4 separate regions of the Mus musculus genome follow, and regions 1, 2 and 4 are each linked to region 3. A link is a contact called in public ChIA-PET and Hi-C data. All regions are on one chromosome and are shown on one strand. Each heading gives the region's core, a stretch centred on a gene start, on an enhancer-like site or on the middle of the called end of the contact. The rest is flanking DNA. Distances are from core to core; before and after follow the strand shown.

Region 1 (2,700 bases), core at 26-2,525, 580 kb after region 3:
ACCCCCAGGCCTAAGTAAAGGGGGTTTATAAAGAAAAAAACCCGCAAGCGGGTTTTTGTGTTGGCAATATAGGAGAGGGTAAAGGAATGCTGTCCTTTAAACCTGATAACATTTGTTCAGACAGCAGGGCAGAACCGTGTAGCTGAAAAGGTACCTTTCTGACCTGGGAAGAGTAACTTGTGCTATCAGAACCGCTTCTGATATGTTTACAACCGGCCACAGCTGTCTGGGAACGTTTGTCTCTTTTTCATAGTCTAAGAGTGGGCTATTATCATTTCAAGGGTATTGGCTTCGGTTTCCTTCAACAGCAAGGAGCCATCTGCACTGTGAGAAATGTTGGTTGTTAATCAAAAGGGGTCGAGTTTAAGTGACGTGGAGGCTAGGGTATGCTGCTTTTCTTTTGTTCTCAAGGCTGGCATTTGCCTTTCCCCACCCCCCGCGGGGGTGGGGGTATCGTCAGGGAGAGGGAGGGAGTAATAACTGCTCTAGCTGCGCAGGGTCAGGAGAGTGTAGGATTTGATGTGCAGGTTTCTCTTGTCTGAGCACTGGCTGCTCTTCCAAAAGATCCAGCAAGTTTGACAATTAGGAGAGTATATACCTACCTGTCTTAAGTTGTTTTCTGAACTAAGCTTTAGATAACAACCTCGTTAGCATCTTTTTCTCCCGCTACAAAATACAAAACAATTTCATTTCCTGGGTAGCTCAGTTAGGTATAACTCCAAGAACGAAACTGAATCCCAGACTCGACCTCATTCCGGCATTCATTCCAGGACTGAGGATTCCTTCTCCAACCTTGATTTCTGTGGCCCGGATCATACGATGAACGCTTGCGGGAGACCTTTGCAAAGATCTCTTCCAGAAACTCCTGTCTCCAGACACTGGAGGTCAGGCTAAATTTAGATTCAGTGGCAGCGAAAATGAGAGTGACCGGCTTCTGCAAAAAGCATTTTTCAGATGTCTACAAGTGTTCTTCGGAGAGAGCGCCTTGGCTCGGGGACAGACAGGGGAAAACGACGCCCAGCACCCTCAAGTCAGTCCCCGGAGCGCCCCTCAATCCGCCATCTGGCTGGCTGGGAGCCGTCGATGCGCCGAACCTAGGCTGAGGAGGAAAAGCCTACGTAGTAATGATGCTCTAGACACGCCAGTGGCCCACAGGAGAAACTGATTGTCACCTACAGACTCGGGAAAGGGGCGGGGCGGAGGTGTACTCCAAAGCGCCTGCGCAGAGCGTTGGTTTCCTGGGTGTCGTTTGTAGAACTGCGGGAAGAACCGCCCAGTGCCCGGTGTGCGCAGGCGCACACCGTCTTGTAAGCTCTCGGTCTTGTAGGATCTCGGTCTTGTAGGAGGGCCGGTCCCCGAGCGGGTCTCGGGGCGGGGCCCGGGGCGCGGCTAAATGCGGAGAGAAAGTTCGCCTGTCACTCACAGCTCGCTGCTGTTCCACTGCCACCAAGTTCTCTGAACTGCGAAGGTCATGCTGCCCAACACTGGGTAAGAGGACGGGGGTGGGATGGGGTCAGGGGCCAGTCGGCAGGTCGCCGGCGCAACCCAGAGCCGCGCGCTCTGGAACACCGGTTCGCGGAAAGATAGAGTCGCTGGGACCTGCGCATGCACGAGAACCCAAAGTTCTGTACTACTGAGACTCAAAAGTTGTACACTGCAAGGGGCAGTGGTGTCAGATACTCCACGGGGAAAGGTCGCGAGCGTAGGTGTCCCCGACGACCCGTTGTAGCCCCATCTCGCCTTTAGCTTGGCCTGGTGACAATGTTGCTTTCATCTTCTAGGCGAAAGGTCGCTTGAGACAGTGACTTCAGATTTTCTGTTTGTATGCTTGATTGTAGAATAATAGAAGAATGGTGTTTTGAAAATGGTTTTCAAGTTAGTAGCGAGTTAAAATGTTACAATACGAACATTTCTGGTAAGGGGTTTATTTATTTATTTTACTTAAAAATGAAGTATATTTATCCCAGCCTAGCCAGGTGCGGTGGCGCCTGCTTTTAATGCCAGCACTCAGAAGCAGGGTCAGAAGATCTATTGATTCGAGGCTGTTCTGGTCTACATAGTGAGTGTGCTAGGCTCACTCTGTCAGCAAACGCTACAGAGTTAGAACCTTGTCTACACCCCCTCCCCCAAGCCCACTTATATAGAGACACAATTGTGCAGCCAGTCACCAGGACTTTACAAAATCAAAACAAATACCCATTAAACAATGTTCTTCCCGATTCTTCTTGCCCTTGGTTCCTGCTGAACTCAGGTAGGTCCACTATGTTCTATAAAGTTTATCTTAAGCAGAGTGACAAGTTAAGCCCATTCTGTAATTAGTTTGACACATATAGACAGCTAAAAGACTTAAATAGTTCAAAAGGGTATAAGTCTCTTTAAAACTCCAGTTTCTTTCTGTTTGTATTTTTTGTACTTATCAACATATTTTGTATACCTTACAGGGATACCTTCTTTTTAGAAAATAGTAGCAAACTCCATTTTGGGCTTGCTGTTTTTACCTGACATGTCTTGGCACATACTTAGGTTTCCAGTACACACAGCTTGTCTTTGTCCTCTTGTTTTGTTTGTTGTTGTTGTTTTGAGACAAGGTTTGTCTGTGCCCTAGCTATCCTGGAACTCTCTCTGTAGACCAGGCTGGTCTTGAACTCAGGGAGTTCCTCCTGCCTCTGCCTCCCCAGAGTTGAGATTAAAGGCATGAGC
Region 2 (2,700 bases), core at 106-2,605, 550 kb after region 3:
GTGCAATCTGCATTCAAATGAGATAAACCATATATCACAATATTGTGAAATTAAGATAAACGAAACCTAACGAGGGCAAAAATTGTAAAATTCTAGTGTCCTCACTTAAACACGTATGATCAACTACGCGGCAAGTTACTAAATGTATTTTACTTTTCAAACAAGTTATATGCTCCACCATTCCGCAGTTTATAGAATCCTTGTCAACAAAAGTCGGCGGGGGAGGGGGTTAAGGAACAACTCAAACGGCAAAGGTTTAAATAAATAAAAGGTGGAATTTCTAATTGACTTGGAGTTGTTGGTGGTTTTTTTTAATCTTGACTATATGACCCTCAATTCACGCTTTTTATTAAAATACATCAGGTCCTGCCCCATGTTCCAGAGTTCCCAGAGAAATTACGAGCTCGGAAAAGGTGACTGTAAATCTTTTTTTTTTTTTCTTTTTTCTTTTTTTTTTCCCCCTTTTAGTCACAGACCCCATTTAAACCGAGCAGTTGAAAGCGCCCGGAAATCTACACTTACACAATATCTGACATCGCCCGAGGCGAATTCACGAAGTTTCTTGGGGGTGGGGAACGAAGAGGAAGCGTCCCTGGTGATAAAGTGCAGACGCTCGGTATTTAGAAGTGGTTAACGTATCTCACAGCCCAAATCGGGAGACCCCGCCGGTTCCGAGACCCGCACGGGCCCGCAGTTCGAGACCCGGTCGCCGCCCAGACGGCTGTCGCCGCTCGCCCGGGCCCGCCGCCGGGGGAAAGCTCCGCCGCGCGCCCCACCCCACCGGTAAACAGCAACTCCCCGAGCGCCGCGGCCGCCTCAGCCTCCGCCCCCGCCAGCGCCGCGCACCATTTTCTGAGAGGAAGTGTGGGGAGTCCGGCCCGGCACCCCGGCCCTGGCTCGTCTCTGCTTCCCGAAGGCGCCCCGAGGCTGCGAGGGGCGGACGTGACGGGGGCGCCGCGCGCAGGAAGCGGAGACCGCGGCGGACAGACCCCCGCGCTCCCAAGGTCCCTGCCGTCGGGCTTAGCCCCGGGCCGCTCCTCCGCTAGCCGGCGTCGCGCCCTGCTCCCCGGCCTCGGCGGGACGCGTCGCCGAGAGGAAACGAGGCCAGCGCAGCCCCGGAACGGCCACCCGGCACTTACCCATCCATGGCCCAGATGGAGGAGCGCGTTGTGCGGGGATTGACGGGCTCACCGCGGGCGGAGAAAGCGGGCGGCGGCTCCGGGAAACCAGCGAGCGGAGCCGCTCCGCAGCTCCGGCCGGTCAGAGGTGGAAGGAAGAGTGGGAAACAGGGGCGGGGACCGGGCACGCTCTCGCCAGCGCCGCGCCCCCGCCCTCCCGGCCCGCGAGCGCGTTCCCGCCTCGCCTGGCCCCGCCCCCTCGGCGTCGACGCCCTCCCGGGGCTCGGCTGGACTCCAGGGCGCCCTCTTCCCGCCTTCGCCTCTTTGCCCCGCCCCGACACCACCACCCCCGCCCATGCCTCCGCGCGCGTGCGCGCCCCCCGCCCAGCGTCGCGCCTGCGTTCGCGGGAACGCGCGCCTTGTGCTTCCCGCTTCGCGACTCGCCCTCCTACAAGCCCGCGGGCCTTCCGGCTCCCGGGACTCAGGCTTAGGGCCCTGAACGGTGCTGGCTAGAAAAGCCTGGGGACCCCAGGGAACTTTTGAAGCAGAGCAGAGTTACTACTGGCGGGCGACACTGCTGGCAGCACGGCAGGGGACCCGCGCGACGTCCACGGGGCAGGGGTGGACAGTGGTCTTTCCGGACCTGAGAGCAGCGACGGTAGCCTGTCCGCCAGACCCTGACCTCCGAGACCTGCACTGGACGGATAGGTGTGGTTGGGAAAGAAATGAAGTAGATGAGACTGCCCAGGACTGAAGTCCATCTTCACTTTCACACGGTTTTAATCTGAGTGCTTTTCTACCCAACAATCAAATACTAAAAGAAACTTTCATTGCATAGCTATTTAATGGCCATTACAATGCCAGTATTTTATAAGTTTATTTATTCATCCTTCCGCGGGGCGGGGCTGGGGGAGCCTGATTGGAAAGGATTAATGTTTTCCCAGGTACGCGAGAGATCTCCGAAATTTCACAGCCAGAAAATGTTTTGTTTGCACCAAAACCCTTTCCTCTAGTATGAGCAAAACCAAGTTACACGTAAAACGTAAAACAGCTATTTAGTACATATAATGTGTATAACTAGTGAGAACACACGTTCCCCCTCTTTCAAAGCACATCTACTTCTGAACGAACGGAATGCTTTTTCAATTCACAGATCATTGAAATTTGAGCCATTTAAGCCATGTCTTCAAAGTCTGCCCACACCATTTCAAAGGAAGTAACAACTTCAATCTCTTTCCTGATTACCTACTTTAAAATAAGTAGACACTTCTTTAAAAAAAAAAAAAAAAAAAAGTATAACCAGCTTGCAATTCAGGAAGGTCATTTTTAAAGAAATTTCAGTTCCCCTTTTCAAGAAGATGTCAAAAAACATTTTGTATGTTAAATCTAAACATTAAGTTTAGAAACATTTCCACCCTACATTGCCACATGGGATTTTAAAATAGCAACTTGGTATATAGGCACATAACTGTGCCTATAATTCCTACCTGAGTTTAAGGCTACCTTGAGCTACATAGTATGTTTCAGGCCATCCTAGGTCACAGAAAAATAAAGTAATAATAAAATGTCAGAGAAAAGCAGC
Region 3 (2,700 bases), core at 64-2,563:
CCTGCAAATGTGACTATTAATAGAAACTCCCCGTCTTGAAAGAGGTATTGGTATTTTGGCTCACTTTGAATTTATTTGAAATGAAATAATTGAGGTTTATAGAGGCTAAAGTCCATGTTGATACTAGAAAAATTTAATTGTATTCTTCCTGAATATCTAACATTGTCTATCAAATCTTCACTTGGTGTACAGACCAATCCCAATGGATAGATCCCTATCTATTAGTTGTTAGCCAGTTGCCATCATAGACCTGGGAAACTATAAAGTCAGTCATGTGGGATATACTGGTCATTCATTATCAACCCGACTGGATTTAGAATCACCATGGAAACACATCTCTGAGTGTGTGTGAGGCTGTTTTCCAGAAGGGTGTAACTGAGGTAAGAACAACATGGACACATCACCATCATACATAGTGAGGCATTGGATCAAATAAAAAGGAGAAAATAAATTTGGCACCCTTTTCATTCCTTTATTCTAATTTCAGATAATGTGTAACTAGCAACTTTGTTGCCAGGCCTTCTGGACTGTGGGGGCCGTATTCCCTAGAACCCTAAACCCAAATAAATCCTTCATCTTTGATGTTGCTGCTTGCAGGTATTTGGTCACAGCAACAAATAAATTACACATTTAAAAACTGTGGTTTATCTGAAATTTAAACTTAATGGAGCACGTCCTCTCCCCACTCCACCTCCTGATTTCCCTGGAGGCATTTGCAAGATCTTAAGCTGTATTTTGATTGTCACAATTAGGGATAATGGTGTTACAGGCACTTTTGTGGACCGTATGGGGGTACTACTAAACGTTTTACATCCTCCGGGCAAATAATTGTTTGCTCTAAAATATAAATAAGCAGAGAAACAGAGAACAAAAAGGCCACGGTCTTTCAGGGCTCCTGGGAGAGAGACAGTGCAATTGTCTAAGTTCATCTTCAGTTTGGGTTAGAGGGGGGGCAATGTCCAGGCCTGGAGACAGGATGCCAGTGCCCAGAGTTCCTACGGCAGCGGATGAAGTAGCGAGGTCGAGAAGGTGGCGTGTGGCTAGTCCTGCGTGTGGACTGTGCCGCACTAGGCGGCTAGGAGCGCTTCAGACAGACAGACACCTACCCCTGCCTCAGAAAAGACCGCTGAGCTACTAAGACTACCAGGCTCCACAACACACAGAAGCCGCCCGAGGCTAAGGCGTCCTTCTCTCCTAGCAACGCGCGGGGACGGAAGTGGCTGCGGCGCCACGCCCCCTGCGCCTGCGCACAGGCGCGGCCTGCTGACGTGGACCGGGCTGCGGGGCCGAGCCCGGCGCCGAGGAGAGCAGCCGCGGCCGCTGTGCTGGCAGAGCGGCGAGCGAGGCGGGGATGGCGGCGCGGCTCGCTTTGCGCGGGGGACCCGGGGCTGCCGGCCAGCGCCCATGGCTGCTGCTGGCGCCGCTGCTGCTGGTCCCGCTGCTGGCGCGGCCCGCCGAGGCCCTGGTGGAAGGGCTGTACTGCGGCACGCGCGACTGCTACGAGGTGCTGGGCGTGAGCCGCTCGGCCAGCAAGGCGGAGATCGCGCGGGCCTACCGTCAGCTGGCCCGGCGCTACCACCCAGATCGCTACCGGCCCGAGCCCGGGGACGGCCCCGGGGGCGCGCCGCCGAGCGCCGAGGCTTTCCTGCTAGTGGCGACCGCCTACGAGACGCTCAAGGTGAGGCTCGCGGGCGCTGATGGGTGGCTGGGGATTTGGGTCTCCTAGCCGGGTGATCAGGTCCTCTACGACCCCAGCACACTGCTGCCGCCTGGACTTTTAGGAGGTCCACGTTTCCCACGTGGCCGTGGAATGAGCCACCTTGGCCCGCTAGCCAGCATGGCCACCTCCTCGAGGACAGTTTTGGAGGACAGCCAGTTCTGTTTTTGGACAGTTGTTATGCAAAGCTTTGCACTTATTTTATTTTTGGTGTAAAAAGCATTCTGGTTACTTGAGGTGCATGCTCGGAAAGCAGGGTGATTGTCAGTGCTAGGATCTGAGATAGGACATAGAACAGAAAAGTCTGAAATACTGAGTATTAACAACTGATCATGCCAATTTGATAGGACAGAAGTTTGGCCTCTGGGATAATGTCAATAATGACATTTATCTAGAAGCGCGCGCACACACACACACACACACACACACACAAACAGCGAACTATCAGTCCGAAAACTGGACTGTGACTTTTGGCTCTGACAACTCCTGAGTGACCTTGGATAGTTGTTTCTGACTTGGGGCAGAAGATTGAGAATTCCTAGTAGGAAAATAATTTTTGGACGTGTGTAGTGATCTGACAAAGGCTTTATTGCCTGCTGTGCATGTAGGAGGATTTAGCTTGACCCCCTTTTCTTTGATTACTGCAGTATATGTAAAAAAAAAAATCACCTGTTATGTCATGCTTGAGGGAGGTATTTCTGTTTCAAGAGCCCCATCGGAAGACTGCAGCGTCAGTCATAGCCGTGTTTCCATCATAGCTGTGTCTCTTTCCTAGGTTTTTGTTGTTGTTGTTGTTTTGTTTTCCAGCCTTCTTGTAATGACTACTTTGGATAGCTGTATTACCATTAATGGTGGATTAGTCCTCCAGATTAGCTTTACAGAGTTGGCAATTCGGAGTCAAATTCCCTTTCTTTCAGGCTTAGAGCAGTTTGATGTTTGGAGCTATTAAGACTGTACTTCACTGACTAAATTCTCACCAGCTA
Region 4 (2,700 bases), core at 149-2,648, 540 kb before region 3:
CGGACTATGCTTGTACTGAGTGAACAACGGTCAGAGGTGTGGCGTTTCAAACACAAGTGGAGAGTGAAAAGGGCACACCAGTCAAAGTATGAGTCCTGAGAGAAGGGAAAATATGCTAAGGGATGCATTCAAACAGAAGACACGGAGGTTAGATACAGAGCATAAAACAACAACAACAAAAACTCACCATGGAAAATACCTAATTAAAAAAAAAAAGAGGAAAAAAAAAAAGAAACTCACCATAGATTTAAAGAGGTTGCATCCTAGTCTTTCAGTGTAAGACAACAATTCTTAAAATAACATGGTTGAAAAGCCACTTTTTCTTCCTTAGTACCCAAACACACTGAACATCATATTGGAAACATCTAAGGTGGCCTCTCACCCTGCCTAGCTCCCCCTTTCCATAGACACGAGCAGAGCTTTAGCATGATGACGATGACAATGACGATTACGATGACGATGATGATCATGATGATCATGATGATGATGATGATAGGTTTGGTTTGGTTTGGTTTGGTTTGGTTTGGTTTGGTTTGGTTTGGTTTTTCTTGCGGCTTTGGAGACTGAAGCGATAACCTCACACCTGCTTTTAATTTGCTTCCCACAAATAGACCATGGCACCAGCTACAGGCTATCACTCCTTGATTAGGCTCTGTTAAATGGCAAAGATAAAGGGGTTTTGCAGATGTCATTAAATTCACTTTAAGGTGTTCAGCTGAGAGCTGGGTCAACTGAACCTCGTTAGTAAGTGTACTAAAAGAATCATGTATAGGTCAACACTGGAAGTAGCAGCAATCCTGCTGGTGACCTTTAAAAAGCCGTGACTGGTGACTGTACGGACAAAAACCATTAATTCCACTAGCCAGCTAACTGAACTGGAGACGGGGTCTCCGGGTCAGGTCTCCTTGAGCTCATGAGCTCATTCGGTGCGTGGAGTTCAGCTACCAGTCTCTGAACCCTAAATCCAGCAAGACAAACCTTAACTTCTAACCTATAGAAAGCAGAAAATAGCAGATAGCTATTTTGAAAGCCTATACATTTTGAGTGATTTGTTACACAGCCTAGAAAACCAACATACCATCTAAAGAGAAGGAGGGGCAATTTGCATAAGAATTGTCTTCTGTTAATTAAGAACGAAGTACCTGAAACCTCAGACTCCCTTCCCAACTTCCCACCTCACACTTGGCCGAGCTCTCCCACAAGCGTGTTCCTGGTATTTAACAGACATGGCTGCCTCCATTCCTGAGGTGTGGCTCTGAAGAACCAGGGTCACTCAGAGACCATCAGTGCTTGCTCATCCAGAGACACCTGCCTCTTATTCCAGACAGGGTTTAACCAAGCCAGCCTGTGGCTTCCAGGGTTTTCTTGTGAGTAGCATTTTTAGATTGCGTGGTGACTCAGCATAGTAACAATCTAGCGTCACCGTTCCGGTAACTCAAGTCAAGGACTCCAACTGCAGCTGATTAGGTCTCCCTTCATTTGCTATTCTGGGATGAAATCACCAATCAGCCACAGTCCCAGGGCCAGAGACCTCCTAACAGACCTTCATGGAAGAGGCTTTGTCCTAGTCCCATTTTTAACCCGGAAGTCAAGACACTGTCTATGGCCAAGCTATTTAGCCGAGCCCCTGCTCCATAATAGCATGTTCTCTGTGCTTGGAACAAAATTATACCCTGAGGATGTCTTTCCGTGTGGCTGTGCCCAGAAAGTGGTTGGGAGGCAACAGCACTAGGGTGGGTGACGGACGAGGCACGTGACCATTTAGAGGAAAGGAAAAATGGGGCATGGTTGTCCGTTTTTCCAGAAGCATTTGTCTGCCCCTTGGAAACCAAGCTTAGAGATTCTCTTTTTATACTTTCCTGAACTGTGAATATAACTCTTTTGATATGTAGCCCAATTAGGGAGGGCCTGCAAGAATTGTTTGTTTCTAATAAAAAAAAAAACACTGGCATTTTGTTTTCCAATTGTCCTGATTCTTTCACACCAATTAAGATGGCAGTAACGCTTGAAGGTACCAGACAGAACAGAATAGAACATTTTTATAGCTTAAAAAAATAAAAAATAAATATTTTTTTCTTCCTTTCTTCAGTCTTTCCTCTTACATCCTTTTTTTTTTTAACTTCTAAAATAATGAAGTAAGAAAGACACAATCCACAGGAAACTGACAAAGGCTGACTTAGGCTGTGCGGTCCGCTAGGTTCTAGGTTATCTTTAGCAACTCTCATAGGCTCTCCAAGCCTCAGGAATGGCCATTTGTTTGTTTGCATTGGTTCTTTATTTGTTGCTGTCGCTTAATGTGCATGCGTGTTTTCCTGTGTGTATGTATGTGCACCATATATGGGCATTGTCCATGGAGGCGAAAAGAGGGCATCAGTCCCCTGGAACTGAGTTCCAGATAGTTTGAGCCACCATGTGGATGCTGGGAACTGACCTAATTTTTAGCCACTGACTTATCCTCCAGTCTCTTAAGCCTCAGTTTTATCTTCTCCAAAATGATTATTCACCACGATTTATAAGGAATAGTGAGACTGTGCATTCACCCTCAGACAGGCTGGCACGAGGTGATTCAGGTTTCAGCATTAAAGAGCGACATCGATGAAGTCATGCCTTGGCCAATACAAGGTCAGCTGAGCCCCACAAGTGGAATCTCAATACAATTGAAATGGAAACTCAGTGTGGAACAGGGAATAAAGAAGGCAG

The links. Hi-C and Micro-C count contacts between places; a contact is called where the count stands out from the background. ChIA-PET counts read pairs in DNA pulled down with a chosen protein or histone mark.
Region 1: a contact with region 3 is called in an RNA polymerase II ChIA-PET map of effector CD8 T cells, with 29 read pairs. The contact joins the promoter of Hsdl2 here to the promoter of Dnajc25 in region 3. A contact is called at or near these places in 10 of 39 promoter capture datasets (the 3T3-L1 cell line, the C10 cell line, the HPC-7 cell line and 7 more), 17 of 484 Hi-C or Micro-C datasets (the Ba/F3 cell line, CD4 T cells, CD8 T cells and 7 more), 19 of 115 datasets of contacts at active chromatin or transcription factors (the 230-238 cell line, CD8 T cells, DN3 thymocytes and 15 more) and 4 of 9 other capture datasets (adipose tissue, liver, macrophages and 1 more).
Region 2: an RNA polymerase II ChIA-PET map of memory CD8 T cells shows a contact between it and region 3, with 79 read pairs. The contact joins the promoter of Ptbp3 here to the promoter of Dnajc25 in region 3. A contact is called at or near these places in 17 of 39 promoter capture datasets (the 3T3-L1 cell line, the C10 cell line, the HPC-7 cell line and 11 more), 2 of 15 datasets of contacts at CTCF or cohesin (large pre-B cells and pro-B cells), 14 of 484 Hi-C or Micro-C datasets (B cells, CD4 T cells, the G1E-ER4 cell line and 8 more), 16 of 115 datasets of contacts at active chromatin or transcription factors (DN3 thymocytes, the SCID.adh cell line, astrocytes and 12 more) and 3 of 9 other capture datasets (adipose tissue, embryonic stem cells and macrophages).
Region 4: a contact with region 3 is called in a Hi-C map of muscle stem cells, with 4 times the contacts expected there. The contact joins the enhancer-like site here to the promoter of Dnajc25 in region 3. A contact is called at or near these places in 3 of 39 promoter capture datasets (the 3T3-L1 cell line, the HPC-7 cell line and maxillary cranial neural crest) and 1 of 484 Hi-C or Micro-C datasets (muscle stem cells).

What each region holds. Positions count from the first base shown.
Region 1 is chr4:59,580,288-59,582,987 of GRCm38.p6, forward strand. Hsdl2 (hydroxysteroid dehydrogenase like 2) reads left to right here and starts at 1,276. Exons shown (of 11, transcript NM_024255.3): 1 at 1,276-1,488. The coding sequence starts at 1,472.
Region 2 is chr4:59,548,009-59,550,708 of GRCm38.p6, forward strand. Ptbp3 (polypyrimidine tract binding protein 3) reads right to left here and starts at 1,356. Exons shown (of 14, transcript NM_178164.3): 1 at 1,140-1,356.
Region 3 is chr4:59,001,880-59,004,579 of GRCm38.p6, forward strand. It overlaps Dnajc25 (DnaJ heat shock protein family (Hsp40) member C25), which reads left to right and starts at 1,314. Exons shown (of 4, transcript NM_001033165.3): 1 at 1,314-1,678. The coding sequence starts at 1,352.
Region 4 is chr4:58,463,228-58,465,927 of GRCm38.p6, forward strand. All of the region lies in intron 3 of Lpar1 (lysophosphatidic acid receptor 1), which reads right to left. Among named protein-coding and RNA genes, the nearest start is that of Mir3095, 23 kb to the left of the region's middle. Within about 2 kb of position 1,399, at least 70 of the 459 cell types and tissues checked have an H3K27ac peak or open chromatin away from gene starts, as enhancers often do. A contact at or near this core is called in muscle stem cells, where this site is marked.